Linked DNA regions of Mus musculus: regions 2 and 3 are each linked to region 1. Evidence: chromatin contacts called from public promoter capture Hi-C data. All regions are on one chromosome and are shown on one strand. Each heading gives the region's core, a stretch centred on a gene start, on an enhancer-like site or on the middle of the called end of the contact. The rest is flanking DNA. Distances are from core to core; before and after follow the strand shown.

What was found. Promoter capture Hi-C pulls out the DNA fragments that hold promoters and counts their contacts.
Region 2: a promoter capture Hi-C map of pre-B cells shows a contact between it and region 1, with 4 times the contacts expected there. The contact joins the promoter of Rogdi here to the promoter of Olfr15 in region 1. A contact is called at or near these places in 2 of 39 promoter capture datasets (liver and pre-B cells).
Region 3: a contact with region 1 is called in a promoter capture Hi-C map of liver, with 5 times the contacts expected there. The contact joins the promoter of Nagpa here to the promoter of Olfr15 in region 1. A contact is called at or near these places in 3 of 39 promoter capture datasets (frontonasal cranial neural crest, liver and maxillary cranial neural crest) and 2 of 9 other capture datasets (liver and macrophages).

Annotation. Positions count from the first base shown.
Region 1 is chr16:3,837,368-3,841,609 of GRCm38.p6, forward strand. Olfr15 (olfactory receptor 15) reads left to right here and starts at 1,608. Exons shown (of 1, transcript NM_008762.2): 1 at 1,608-2,546. The coding sequence starts at 1,608. The coding sequence ends at 2,546.
Region 2 is chr16:5,011,793-5,016,191 of GRCm38.p6, forward strand. It overlaps Rogdi (rogdi homolog), which reads right to left and starts at 1,761. Exons shown (of 11, transcript NM_133185.2): 1 at 1,671-1,761; 2 at 1,511-1,582; 3 at 635-717; 4 at 449-503. The coding sequence starts at 1,715. Glyr1 (glyoxylate reductase 1 homolog (Arabidopsis)) reads right to left here. Exons shown (of 16, transcript NM_001079814.1): 16 at 2,110-3,810. The coding sequence ends at 3,736.
Region 3 is chr16:5,201,410-5,205,650 of GRCm38.p6, forward strand. It overlaps Nagpa (N-acetylglucosamine-1-phosphodiester alpha-N-acetylglucosaminidase), which reads right to left and starts at 2,603. Exons shown (of 10, transcript NM_013796.3): 1 at 2,488-2,603; 2 at 1,932-2,390; 3 at 1-104. The coding sequence starts at 2,573.

The sequences.
Region 1 (4,242 bases), core at 358-2,857:
GCTTGTCACACAAGTCTGAGGACCTGAGTTCAATCCACGGCACCTACATAAAAAGGCAGCTGTGGTGGTATGAAGAAGTTAGATGTGACAGTACACCTTGTCATCCCAAGACTGGACAGGGAAAACATGTGGGGCTAACCAAGAAACCCTAGGTTACCATAAGAGACCCTGATTAAAAAAGCAAAGAGTACCACTTCTGAGGAATAACACTTAAGGCTGACTTCTGTGCACACACACACTGCCCAAGGAGATGTTAATTGGCTGTTATTGACAAGAGTGTGTTTGCTGCTTTGAGAATGTTAAGAATGATTCCTTGGTTTAGCAGTAAACACAGTAGACTTCAAATTATCAGGTATATTTTAATTTCCCTTACTATGGACACATGTAGATTGATTTAACTTCCTTACAGAAAATCCACTTATATATTTCACACATTTGACTTAAGCTTTTTTGGCATGTGTTTATTTGTTCTATATTCACCTTCTTCACTGACAAATTCATGCTTTTTGTGTATGGTGAATATTCAGTATTCTCGTTAGTTTTTTAAATTATTTTGGGTGTGTATGTTTTACCTGCGTGTATATATGTGTGCTGCATGTATGCAGTGCCCATGGAGGGCAGAAGAAAGCATCAGATCTATCAGAGTTTGAGTTGCAGACAGTTGTGAGCCTCCAGGTGGCTGCTGGGAACTGGACCTTGGTCCTCTGGAAGAGCAACCAATGCTCTCAATGGCTGAACATCTCTCCAGCTCCTACCATCTCTCTTTTTTTTTTTTTTTTTTTTGAGATCCGATAGACACATGATGATCTTTCCAGACCAGGAGTTTTAATTTGAGAAGAGAGGACTATAAAAGACAGAGAAAAGGAATTTCTTTAAAGATTATTTATTTTAAAGATTATTTATTTTGATGGTCATGGTGCCACATGGCTTTAATCTCAATACTCAGAAAACAGAGCAGGTGGGATCTCTGTTAAGGCTAGCTTGGTCTACACAGCAACTTCCAGTCTGCCTAGGGCTGTATAATGACAGACTGTCCAAAAAAAAAAAAAAAAGACTTTATTTTAAATCATGTAGGCATGAATTTTGGGTGGTATGTTCACATATGTGCAGTTGCCAGAAGTGCATGTCAGATTCCCTGGAACTGGACTTATAGGCTATTGTGAGATAAGGGCGCTGAAATCCAAAGTTGGAATCTCTGCAAGAGCATTCTGTGCTCTTAAATGTTGAGCCATCCTTTCAAGCCTGAGAAAGAAATCTATCAGTAACTTCCGGGGAGATTTTCCAAATTCACTGTGTGTTTCCCTCTTAGAGCAAAAGAAAACTTGGCTGAGGAAATTGGTGTTTTGAGAAGGTATCTGATCTAACCTGCCCCTCTGACCTGTTGCCCTAGCTGTTGTCTGTCCTCACAAGGCACTCCCTTCATCTCTGTGCTAGGTCCCTTTTGACATCCCAGCTCAACTGACAACCAGGGCTTGCATGAAAGCTCGTGGCCAGGAAGGGTGGACTGGGCTTTAGCTGCGGAGCCTGAGGTGCACTTTGGATGCAGGTTTAGCAGTAGCTGCCTCTTCCCTTGCCTGAGCAAACTTCAGTGACTGAGGCAGCCGGTGATGGAGGTGGACAGCAACAGCTCCTCTGGGAGCTTCATTCTGATGGGTGTCTCTGACCATCCCCATCTGGAGATCATCTTTTTTGCTGTCATCCTGGCCTCTTACTTGTTGACGCTGGTTGGGAACTTGACCATCATCCTGCTTTCGCGCCTTGATGCTCGGCTCCACACACCCATGTACTTCTTCCTCAGCAACCTCTCCTCTCTAGACCTTGCCTTTACTACCAGTTCAGTCCCTCAGATGCTGAAAAATTTATGGGGGCCAGACAAGACAATCAGCTATGGTGGGTGTGTAACTCAACTCTATGTTTTCCTTTGGCTGGGGGCTACTGAGTGCATACTGCTCGTGGTGATGGCATTTGATCGGTATGTGGCAGTTTGTCGGCCCCTGCACTACATGACCGTCATGAATCCTCGCCTCTGCTGGGGGCTGGCTGCTATTAGCTGGTTGGGTGGCTTAGGCAACTCCGTGATTCAGTCAACATTCACTCTCCAGCTCCCATTTTGCGGACACCGAAAAGTGGACAACTTCCTGTGTGAGGTACCCGCCATGATTAAATTGGCCTGTGGAGACACAAGTCTCAATGAGGCGGTGCTCAATGGTGTTTGTACCTTCTTCACTGTGGTCCCAGTAAGCGTCATCCTGGTCTCTTACTGCTTCATTGCTCAGGCAGTGATGAAGATCCGCTCTGTGGAGGGACGTCGAAAGGCTTTCAATACGTGTGTCTCCCACTTGGTGGTAGTGTTTCTCTTCTATGGCTCTGCGATCTATGGGTATCTGCTTCCAGCTAAGAGCAGTAATCAAAGCCAAGGAAAATTCATTTCTCTCTTCTACTCTGTGGTCACACCCATGGTGAATCCGCTCATCTATACTCTAAGAAACAAAGAAGTGAAGGGGGCCCTGGGAAGATTGCTGGGGAAAGGAAGAGGAGCCAGCTGAGGACAGCACAATCGTCTTCATTTCTTATTGCCTCTCCACCTTGCATTCTGTTTTCTTATGAGAAGTTCTGTCTTCAGTAAAGCCAATGCATATTCCTGACAATTCTACACATTTGGAAGATGGTTAGTGTTACTTGAGACATTCTTTGTTTATTTTCCAGAAATACGACTGTGGACCACAGGTAACAGGGCAGATATGTATCGTTGTAGGTCCAGAGACTATTGACCTACAACAGATCCATTTCAGTGTCCCTGACTCTGAGGTCCACATTATGTGTTATAGCATAATTCTGATGAATTTTTTTTACTTCCTAAGGAAAGAAACGTGAAGTTTCTTGTATAATTTTCTGTAATTCCATGAATTGACACCACACGTTATCAACTTCAGATGAAAATAGAATTCATCTTGGTATCTTAGCCATCCACCATCGTGTTCCGGTTCTCTGTCTCTTCTTAGTACTACATACAGGCTAACTATTCATGCTTCCCATCTCCTTCTCACCTGATTATCCTTTTCTGTATGTCTGCATCCAAATTTACCTTCTATCCAATGTGATAATTAATAAGAAAAGATAGGCAAGACCATTTGCCTTTCAATACTAGCCTAAAATGTCTCCATCTGGCTTTGTTTAAATCATTGCAGCTGACAGCCAGAGCCATCGGGTTTGCTATGAGTCAGTGGACTATGGGATATGCTATGGTTCCTTAAGCAAGTTTAGGAGGGTAGTCTGTCCATTAAGCATGTCCTCTGTTTCAAGTTTTAATCTTCCAGCACTACTGTCCCAGAAATCCAGCAACTGGTTTAGAACAAAACTTATCTCAAGAAACTTGTGTGTTGGAACAATAACACCTATATTGTATGTAGTACAAGCAATTTAAGCTTATCCCTGACTAGCTCACAAATAAATGGGACTCAGACTTTGGTTATTTTTAATCTATTTTTCTAACTGCTGGCCTGGCTACCTCCCCAGCAATGTACCCCAGATACTTGCTCTTTCTCCTGGCCATGTACTCATGGTCTATCGCCCCTCGTGGTGGCTTCCTCTTCTCTCGCGTACTTCCTCCTCTGTCCTTACCTTAGTATATACTTCAAATTTACTTATAAGCTCTTGTAAATTTTCTTCTGAGACTCCTCTCCAATTTTTATTATTTTCCTTTTCTTGTATCTTCAAGTATTTCTTTTATTTTCTTAAATGACTTTGCTCATTGCTAGAATGGCAAAACAAAACAAAACAAAAAAACCGCTCATCCGCCACCACAGTTTACACACCCTATGCCTAGACAGAAGCTATATTAATATGGGACAATTGTTTAGCAGCTACATTATTAGAAAAGAGAAAATTAATAGGTTTTAGAAGTAGTTTCAAAGGATCTGCCGCTTTGCTTCCATTTCTGTTATTGTATTTGCCTGCCTATTACAAAGTATATGCTGGATAAGTGCTAGTGAATGAAATTATATTAAGTGTTATGGATCACCTTCTTATGGTAAGAACTAAATGCTCCATGCAGACCATTTTCACATTTGCTGGTTTGGGTTATCTCGTCCCTTGAATAGAATGGAACGAGCACAGATACATTTTCCCTTCCAAATTTTCATAATTCCCCTTTAAAAATCTAACAACACTATCCTAGCCTGAATTTGTTTCTCCAGTTCAGATCAAAGCCACAACTTAGTTTTCCAATCGTGTCCATAGCAA
Region 2 (4,399 bases), core at 511-3,010, 1.2 Mb after region 1:
CCAGGAAGAACCACAAAGTGGTGGTGGTGGTGGTGGTGGGGGGGGGGGCGAGAGAAGCTGAGAAAGGGGAAGAGCTGGACAGGAGGTAGTGGTGTAGTCTGAACCGTGGGGACGGGCTGTCCCCCAGGGCCTTTGAGGCCTTAGATCAGAGGGTGGTGGCTCATTCAACTTTGATGCGGGGCCAGCCTGCCTAGGCTTCCAAAGTTTGTATTTCACAGGGTCCAGATGCCAGGCTGAACTAAGTGTAATGCCATCAGGTTCTTGTCCTTCCCCTCCTGGGATCTAAAGCCTATCTCATGAGGTAGTGTGAGGGTTGCCTGTGACATTACAGACATACAAGGAAACAGGTCAGAGACAACAAGGGTCAGAGCCAGGGTCACAGAGCTAGCTGGTGGCAGAGCTAAGCCATCACCATCCTTGTCACCAGCTGGACTGTTGGGGGACTCACCGCTTGGCTGAGGGCATCCCCTTGCAGAGTCAGAGTCCCTTTCACCTGGTCTGTGCTGTAACACACACGAGTCAGAGGAGCGCCTGCTACTGCTCCCTCCCCTTGCAGGCTGCCCCACCGTACCCTGGGCATTTCCTCCCCCCAGGTGTACACCCCTTCCAAAGGCTCCTGCCCAACCCAGCTCACCCACAGCTGCCCAGGATGAAGTTCTCCTGCTTGGCAGGGCCCTCGGTGCTGGGGCCTGGGAGAGTGAAGCGGAGAGAGGCCTCCTGTGGAAGACAGCGCAGTCCCAACACCTCACCTCAGTCTGGCCAGTGTTCCATTCCAAGGCCTGGATACTTTGCCAGGTTAGCAGGGGAAGGGACGAGGAGGGCAGGCCTGACCTGGCCCCTCTGCCTCTGCCCTACTAAACCTCCAAGATTTTATGAGCTCAGACCCGTTCATTCCAGTCCTGAGTATATCATGAGCAGCCAGGTGGAACACAGAACAGAGAGGCACAGTGCCTAGAAAGCTGGAGTGCTGTGATATGTGTGGGGAGCAGAGTCCCCGAATCAGACAATCAGTAGTCACAGTAACAGGCTTTGCTAGGTTACTGTCCTAGGCATTCTGTGAGATAGTTTATTTATCTTCACAAACAGACGTGTGAGCCTGGTTAGGGTAAGGGAACAGGCTCAGAAATCCGGGTAACTTGGCTGAGATCACTTCAGAGCTCGGATTATCAGTGTTGTTTTGAGACTGTTTTGTTTGAGACAGTGTTTCACAATGGAGCCTAAGGCTGGCTTCTAACTCATGAACCTCTAGCCTCACTCTTCCGAGTGCTGAAATCACAAGCTTTCACCACTACCCTGCTTGCTCACAGATAAATGTCAGTTTCGAAGATAGTTCACACTCAAGACCTGGTGCCCACTGCTTGTGTAATTACATGCCAGCATGTCTGCGTCTGAACTGTACTCTCAGAAGTGGGTATCTGCACGGGTCACGCTCAGCATCTGCTGTGTGCGATTGGCAGGACCCGGTGGATAGGAAGGATGGCAGGCCGGGCGGGACCAGCGGGAGCGTTACCTTGAGGATGTCCTGCAGCTGTCTCAGCACGGCGTGCACCTCAGCGTGCAGTAACCAGCGAAACTCCTCCTCCTGCGGACAGCGCGGCGTCAAACCCATCCCATCCCCGCCGCCGGTCGGCTGGCCGCCCGCCGCCCCCTGCCCGCCGAGCGCGTCCCACCAGTACTGCCCGCTCCGCGGCGCTCGCAGCCATCGCGGTCGCCATCCTCCTAGCCGCGCACCGTCTCTGAGGTCTGTAGTCAGGAGCTTGGCGCGCAACGCCCGCCCCTTTTTCGCCTCCTCCCGTGACCGATTGGCAAATAGGGCACAAGCTCCGCCCTCAAGCCGGCTACGCCTCAAGCGACTGGCTGTAGCTTCTAGTCCTGGCTGGTGAGTGGCTAGACGGATAGGCCACGCCTCGCCTTCTATCCGCCCGCCTCAATCCCTGTTTTTCAGCAGGGACCCGGGCTTTGGCCACCACTGATTGGTCGGCGGGGCCGTCCATCAAGTTATTCCAGTATTGTCCGGCTAGATGGAGCCCGCCCAGGGTTCCACCGGGAAAGAATCAGGTGAGTTGGCTCCTACCTAGGTCCCCCTAGCATTTGGGTACAATGATACAGTTATGGTACCAAGAAATGTTTTATTTTTTTTTCTTGCAGTAGCTTTGTTAATTGCACAAAATCATGTTTTGTTTTTTTGCCATTTAAACATTATCACACAATCCTATTCTGAAAGACAAATGTTCATTAAAAACAAAGTGAAAATAAAAATTCACAACCGTAATCACCTAGATCTGTCATTTCAAGGAAAAGCGGGAGTAGGGGCTTTCTTACAAGCATTTCCACAGTGTCACATTTTCTCCATAAAAGGAAAGGGTTTCAAAATGAAAGGTGAAATAGCTTAAACAGAAATAGTCATAAAAAGGAACTTTACAGAATTGTCAACAATATTAAGACAACATTGACTAACCGGTTTTCTTACAGCATCTTCCCCACCCCCAGCCCCCAGGACCAAGACAGGCTGTGTCCAGACAGAAACTGTTCAGCATCCCAGTGAATGGACAATTGCACTGAACTCCACAAGCATCCCCTGCCCCGTGCCCATGTCCTGAGATCCTTATCCCAGATGGAAAAGTTAAATCGTGGCTTTGAAAATCCAAACTCATGAGGAGGAAGGCTTCCTCGGGTGATTCCTCTCGTGTGACATTCTAAGCCTCTCTGGTCCCCTCTTCAAGGAGAAATGCTTCAAGTCCCAAAAAACCCAGAACTTGGAACCACTGGCAGAAGTAAGGTTCCTCATCAAAAGCCCAGCCTAGGAAATGCTCATCTAGGAAATGCTTATTATTGGTGTTGATCAGGCTGGGGCTGGGTCAAAAGAGGATGGGACAGAAATATCTCCATGGAAGGAAAAGGGGAAGAGGGACATGCAGGGGACCTGTGTAGAGCAGGCTGAACAGGTAGCCCAGCTCAAGAGCCTGGCGTAATGGAAACAGGAAGGAGCCGCCCATACACTTCACTGCTCCCAAGGCCCTTACGGCCCCTTCCCTTGGGCTGGAATGCAAATCCAAATGAAACCTCCTGGGAGGAACAGGCTCAGGACAGAAGACTGTAGACTCTGCTCCCCCTGAAGAGGGGTCTATGTGGCTATGCTGGTCTCTCTTCAGTTCACAGAGACACTCTGGGAGCTGCGGTGTAATGGTAGTGTCTACAGGAAAATCCTCCTCAGCTGGTGATCCACAGAGCCTCCTCAGGGAATCTGTTGGTTCATGATGGCTGAGGGGCCTCTCCTTTCAGGGGCCCAGTGGGGGCCAGTCTCTGTCCTGGGGAAGTTGAAAGCTTCCAGTGCTCCCTGTCAATTCTAGTCCCTCCAGTCTCTTGACCAGAAGGGGGCTAAGCTTGCAAGAACAGCCAGGCAGCAGTTTCTGGGTAGCTTCTATCCTGGGTGTGTGTGTGACAGAGACAGAGAACACAGAGGAACAGAGAGAATCCACAACCTCCTGCTCCAGGGTCAATCAAGGCCCAGCTCAAGAGCTTCTTCACAGCCACCAGGAGAGATAGATCCTCTTATCCCTGGCCAGGGCCTCAGGGAGACAGGGTGCTGCTGTGTACTGTGCTGATGCAAGTTTCAAAGTCTGTATAAAAGGAAATGGAGACAGGTGACTGGTCCAGAGCTAGTCCCAGAACCCTGACCCCACACTGGGAGGGGAGGTCAGAGGGAAGATGGGAGGGTAGATGGGCAGGCAAGGCTTAGTGTATGTAGGCTCGGTACACGGCAGACATATCATTGTCAGACTGGTCCAGTGCCTTGGCTCTTTTGTATACCTGAAAAAAAAAAATAAAAGAGGTAGAGGTTGGTCTCTAGCTACAGAGCTACTATGTGGTAGAGCCCTGATTCCTGGAGCCATTTCCAGATGGTTCTAGCCTGTTGCTTAGCAGGCAGGACCTAGAGCTTGAGATATGTGGGTATGAATACTGGCTTGATGTGGAGCAGATGGCCTAGCCTGTGGGCTTCTGCCACAGCCCCACCTGAAGAAGGAACAGTCACAACCCTCATGGCTCTATTTATACGCAGACATGTGAAGTGCTCAGTGCTGTTAGGAGTCAAGGTGACAGCCCTCAATGCAGTCTTCCGAGGATGTTGTATTATACTCAGGATCACTGTGCCCTTTCTTAAAAAATGGCTGACACCTCCCAACCAACCTTTCCAAAGGCTCCTTTGTGCTCATCAACACAGCAGCTGTGCCCATTGATATACCAGCTATCTCTGTTTTATTACCTTAGAGCCTACATACATTATTTTATTACTTTTGTTTTATTCAGTTATAAAATTTATTTTATTATTTCATGTGTCTGTTTGCCTGCATGTATGTCTGTGCACTATGTGGGTGCCTGGTGCTCTCAGAGGGGTTTG
Region 3 (4,241 bases), core at 1,353-3,852, 1.4 Mb after region 1:
TCTCGTTGATGTAGATGTTTCCATTGCGGATGAGCCACACGACTCCGCTCAGCAGCTGCACGAACGGATTCACGGGATCCAGAACCTCCTCCTCAGACAGGTACCTGGAAGCGGGGAGGCAGGAGGTTCACTCATTGGCAAGAGCAGCTTTGGGTACCAGGGGCTTCTTGATGCTCATTTTTCTACAGTCTTCCTGATCCTGAAATTAGCATCTGTTAGACTCTACTGCCCTGGCTGCTTAAGCAAAAGTCAAACAGCCAACTAGACAAAGCGTCTGTCAGCACCAGCCGCCTGGAGCTCCACAGACACTTGGAGACAACCACACAAAGACTTCAGGTTCCCGAAGGCATAACCTCAGCCAGGCCGTTTGAAATGGTTTGTGCCAGATGACACTGCAACTATTCCTACCTTGGCCAAGAGAGCATATCCCCTGATAGTCTAGGAGGACTTTGTTGTGATGCATGCTAAAGAGGCAAGGCTGTGATTGGTGCAAACACAAACCTTCATTTGCACTGGAGGTGTGCTGTGATTGGCACTGACACCCCTTCTTTGGATATATAGGCAGGTGTTCAGTTAGTTCAGTTGGAGTGTGAGCTGGAAGATGCTCTCCTGTGTGCCTACACAGGAAATAAAATTCCTCCTGAGCTATAGCTATGACACAATGAAAGAACCTTCTTCTCTTGCCATCTTTAGTAACATGTGCTGACCTCATAATAAAAGAAGTAGCAGTGAGCTACACATGGACAGGATAGGCAGCTGTTTGGCAGTTAACAAGGGAGGATGGGCTGGAAAGACAGAGCATTGGGTAAAAGCCTTCCCACCACACATGTGAACCTGCGTTCAGATCCTCAGCACCCATGAGAAAGCTGGCTGGAACAGCACACACTGTAGCCTTAGTGCTGGGGTGGGGTGGACAGAGGGAAGCAGGAGGGCCCTGGGGTTTGCCGGCCAGCCAGGTTAACTGAACCAGTGATCTCTAGATTCAGATTTTGTGTTAGAAAATAAGATGGAGGAAAAGAGAATAGAAGACATTTGAAATCAAACTCTGGTCTCCCCTCAGGCACACACAGATGCACACACATTTAAAAAAAAAAAGTAGGAGGTGAGCAGGTCAGTGGACCATTGTAAAGGAGCAATAGGGGTACTGAGACAGTGATCATGACAACAAGTCTGGAAGGGAGTCCAAGAGAGGAGCAAGGGAGATGGCTGGAATGTAGAGAGGTTGAAGGACAGAGCCAGGGAAGAGAAACTGCAGGCGCTGGTCACTGGCAGAAGTTTTAGGATCTGTGAAAACCTAAGATCAACAGTGGTGACACTGGCTGATGTTGAAGGATGAAGAACCAGATACATGGGCAGGCCCAGAAATTGCAACCAAGGGCTGAGAAGAGTTGGGGAAAGCCCACTTCCCAGCCTTGGCAAAAAACGGAACCTTGGAAGAGAACTGGAACACCAGATGGCGCTACCTTCTACTCCTGCCTGCCTGCTGTCAACTCTGGCTGCTGTCAAATTTCAAGAAACACAGAAACTTCCAAAGGCTGCCCTCAACAAGCTCCTTGTCTAACCTGGATTTTTATCAGGACAGCAAAAGGCCTCCAGCTAGCTGTCTGGGACTGCTCCATAAACTCTACACTATTTCCAATTGGTTCCATGGCTTCGTTGAACACGAAATGTTTCTCTAATACTACACAAAGTTCACTAGGGCACAAACTGTGTTCAGGCTCACGGTCGCCTCCCCAAGTCCCCACACACGGCCTGATCACAGATTATTCAGTGGCACATGAATAAACTTAAAGGAAGGAAGGTGTCAGCGTCATTACTCGGAAGAAGAAAGACAGGAAGTTTGGTTAGGGACCTGGACTCGGAGGCATGGCTCTGAAAGAACATCAGAGACCCTTTGCCCTCTACAGCCCCGGGGCTCCCTGCCTCCTCACCCGGTGACTATGGTTCCATCGCGTCGGATACCGAACTGCGCGTTCTGCAGTCCCCCTGAGCTGCTCACCAGCCGCCCGTCGCTCACCACGTTCCCCAAGCACTCGCCAGTGCTCATGCGGAAGAAGCCACCGTTCTGAGCGATGCGGCAACCGGCCGGGACGGCTGTGTCCTCCACAGTAGCGCGGCGCTTCTGCGCGCAGCCCCCGGCTCCTCCGGGCTCCAGCACCGAGAAAGTGCGTAGGGGATCGGCGACCCGCGTCAGGTGGCCGGCCACCGCGCGCCCCTCGAAGTGCGACACGAAGGTGCGCACGGCCGCGTGGTGGCTGGCGCCGGGGTTCGTGGGTGGCGGAGGCCAGCTCTCCTGCTCTGGGCTACCTGAGCGCACCCGGGCGCAGTCTCGCGAGGGACGTCTGCGCGCTAGTGGGTAAGGCAGCAGCAGGTCATCGTCGCGGGAAACCCTGCAGGGACGGGGCGATCGTGAGGTCGGAGGGCTGTGCCTGAGAGCGCTCAGGAAAGGTGGACCCCAGCCAGGCTGGCCCCGGCGGCTGCACTCACCCGAAGCTTAGGCTGCACCACGCCACCCCGAGTAAGCCGAGCAGCGCGGGTATGAGGAACAGCCCGGGCCCCCTGGGCGCCGCCATATTGGATTGGTGCTCCGGTCACGTGGGCTCGCCCCACGTGATTCCAGGCCAGGCTGTTGGGTGCTTTGATTACGCATTCGAATTCCATCAGAGAGGGTAAGGCTGGAAGGGAGATAGATAGCTTTTTATTCTCATATTATGTCAAACTTACAGAAAATTGCAAGAACAGATGCTGGGCCTGTGTAAGTCTGTACAGAACTTGCTTCTCGTGCTTAAAGCCCTAGTTCCTTCTGTGTTGCACAAACCAGAAGTGGTGGCCCACGCCACAACCCCAGCATTCAGCAGAGGCAGGAGAATCGGAAGTTAAGAGGTTGGCTATTCTTGGCTAGTTAGTTAGTTTGAGACCAGTCTGGACTACTTGAGACTTTATCTGAAAGACAAGAAGAGGAAAAGGAGCCTAGGGGGTAAGAGGAGGAAAAGATGGAGGAGGAGGAAGAGGAACTTTTAAGAGTGAAGCTCGAGGCCAGCCTGGTCTACAGAGTGAGTTCCAGGACAGCCAGGGCTACACAGAGAAACCTTGTCTCGAAAAACAAAACAAACGAGAGAGAGAGAGAGAGAGAGAGAGAGAGAGAGGCTTGCAGCCCACTCGTGGTGGTGCACACCTTTCATCCTAGCATTTGCTAGACCTGTCTGACTGGATTAACTCTTGTGTTTTGGGTAGCTTGGTTTATCTTCGTTTTTGTTTAATTTTATTTTTGAAGCAGGGTCTCTGATTTATAGGTAGGCTGGCTTGAAATTCAGTGTGTAGACTGGTCTAGAGCCTCTTGCTTCTACCTAATCCCCAAGTGATGGGATTAAAGGCACAGGTCCCCAACCTGGCCCTGTTTTGGGTATCTTAGAATGACAGGTCTCCACTCTTTCCTCCTCTTGACCAGAAGAAACTAGTTTTCCTCTAGGATATAGGAACGACTGGCGAGATGGCACAGCACATAAATGAACTCGCTGTGCAACCTGAGATGAAGACCCTGAACCCATGGAGAGGAGGAAGAAGAGAATTGGCTGTAGAAAGTCTGATCTACATGTGTGCACCACTGCCTATGCACCCACTTGTATCTCACACACAGACCATAATAACTGACTGACTCAAGCTTTCAGGTGACAAGTGTCCTGTGTTATAGTAAGTCCCGAGCCTGGGATCCTCCTGGCGAGTGTCCCCTTGAAGCACGGCTTGTGCTTCAGTGCTGCCTGTCAGAGGCTGCTCTTCTTAGGGCTTACCCAAAGGCAGAGCCCAACGCAAAGTCCAGTTCCTGACCTCCTCAGGGGCATTGTCAATCTAGTAGGTGCCAGGGATTTGAATAGGTTTAAGCCCCTTTCTGTCTACAGTGAGCAGTGTGTGTGCTTGAAACCAGAGCCATGCTTCTTGGGGTCTGTGTGTGATCAGGCTCAGCCATCTGTACTGAGCCTTGTCCTTCCCAAAACTCATGGTCTTTGCAAGGCCTCAGAATGGGTTTCTTTGTATGTCTGGGTTTCTTAGGCACAATTTGTTTAGATGAGGTCATCCTAGAACTCAGGGGATTGCAAACCTAGTCTGACTGCTGTACTGAGAAGAGGCAGATACACACAGGGGAGGCAGGGCCACATGGAGGCATTGCAGCCACTGGAGAGGGGCAGCCACAAGCCAAGTGATGTCTAAGATGTCCAACAGCCACCGCCACTCAGAGGCAGGCA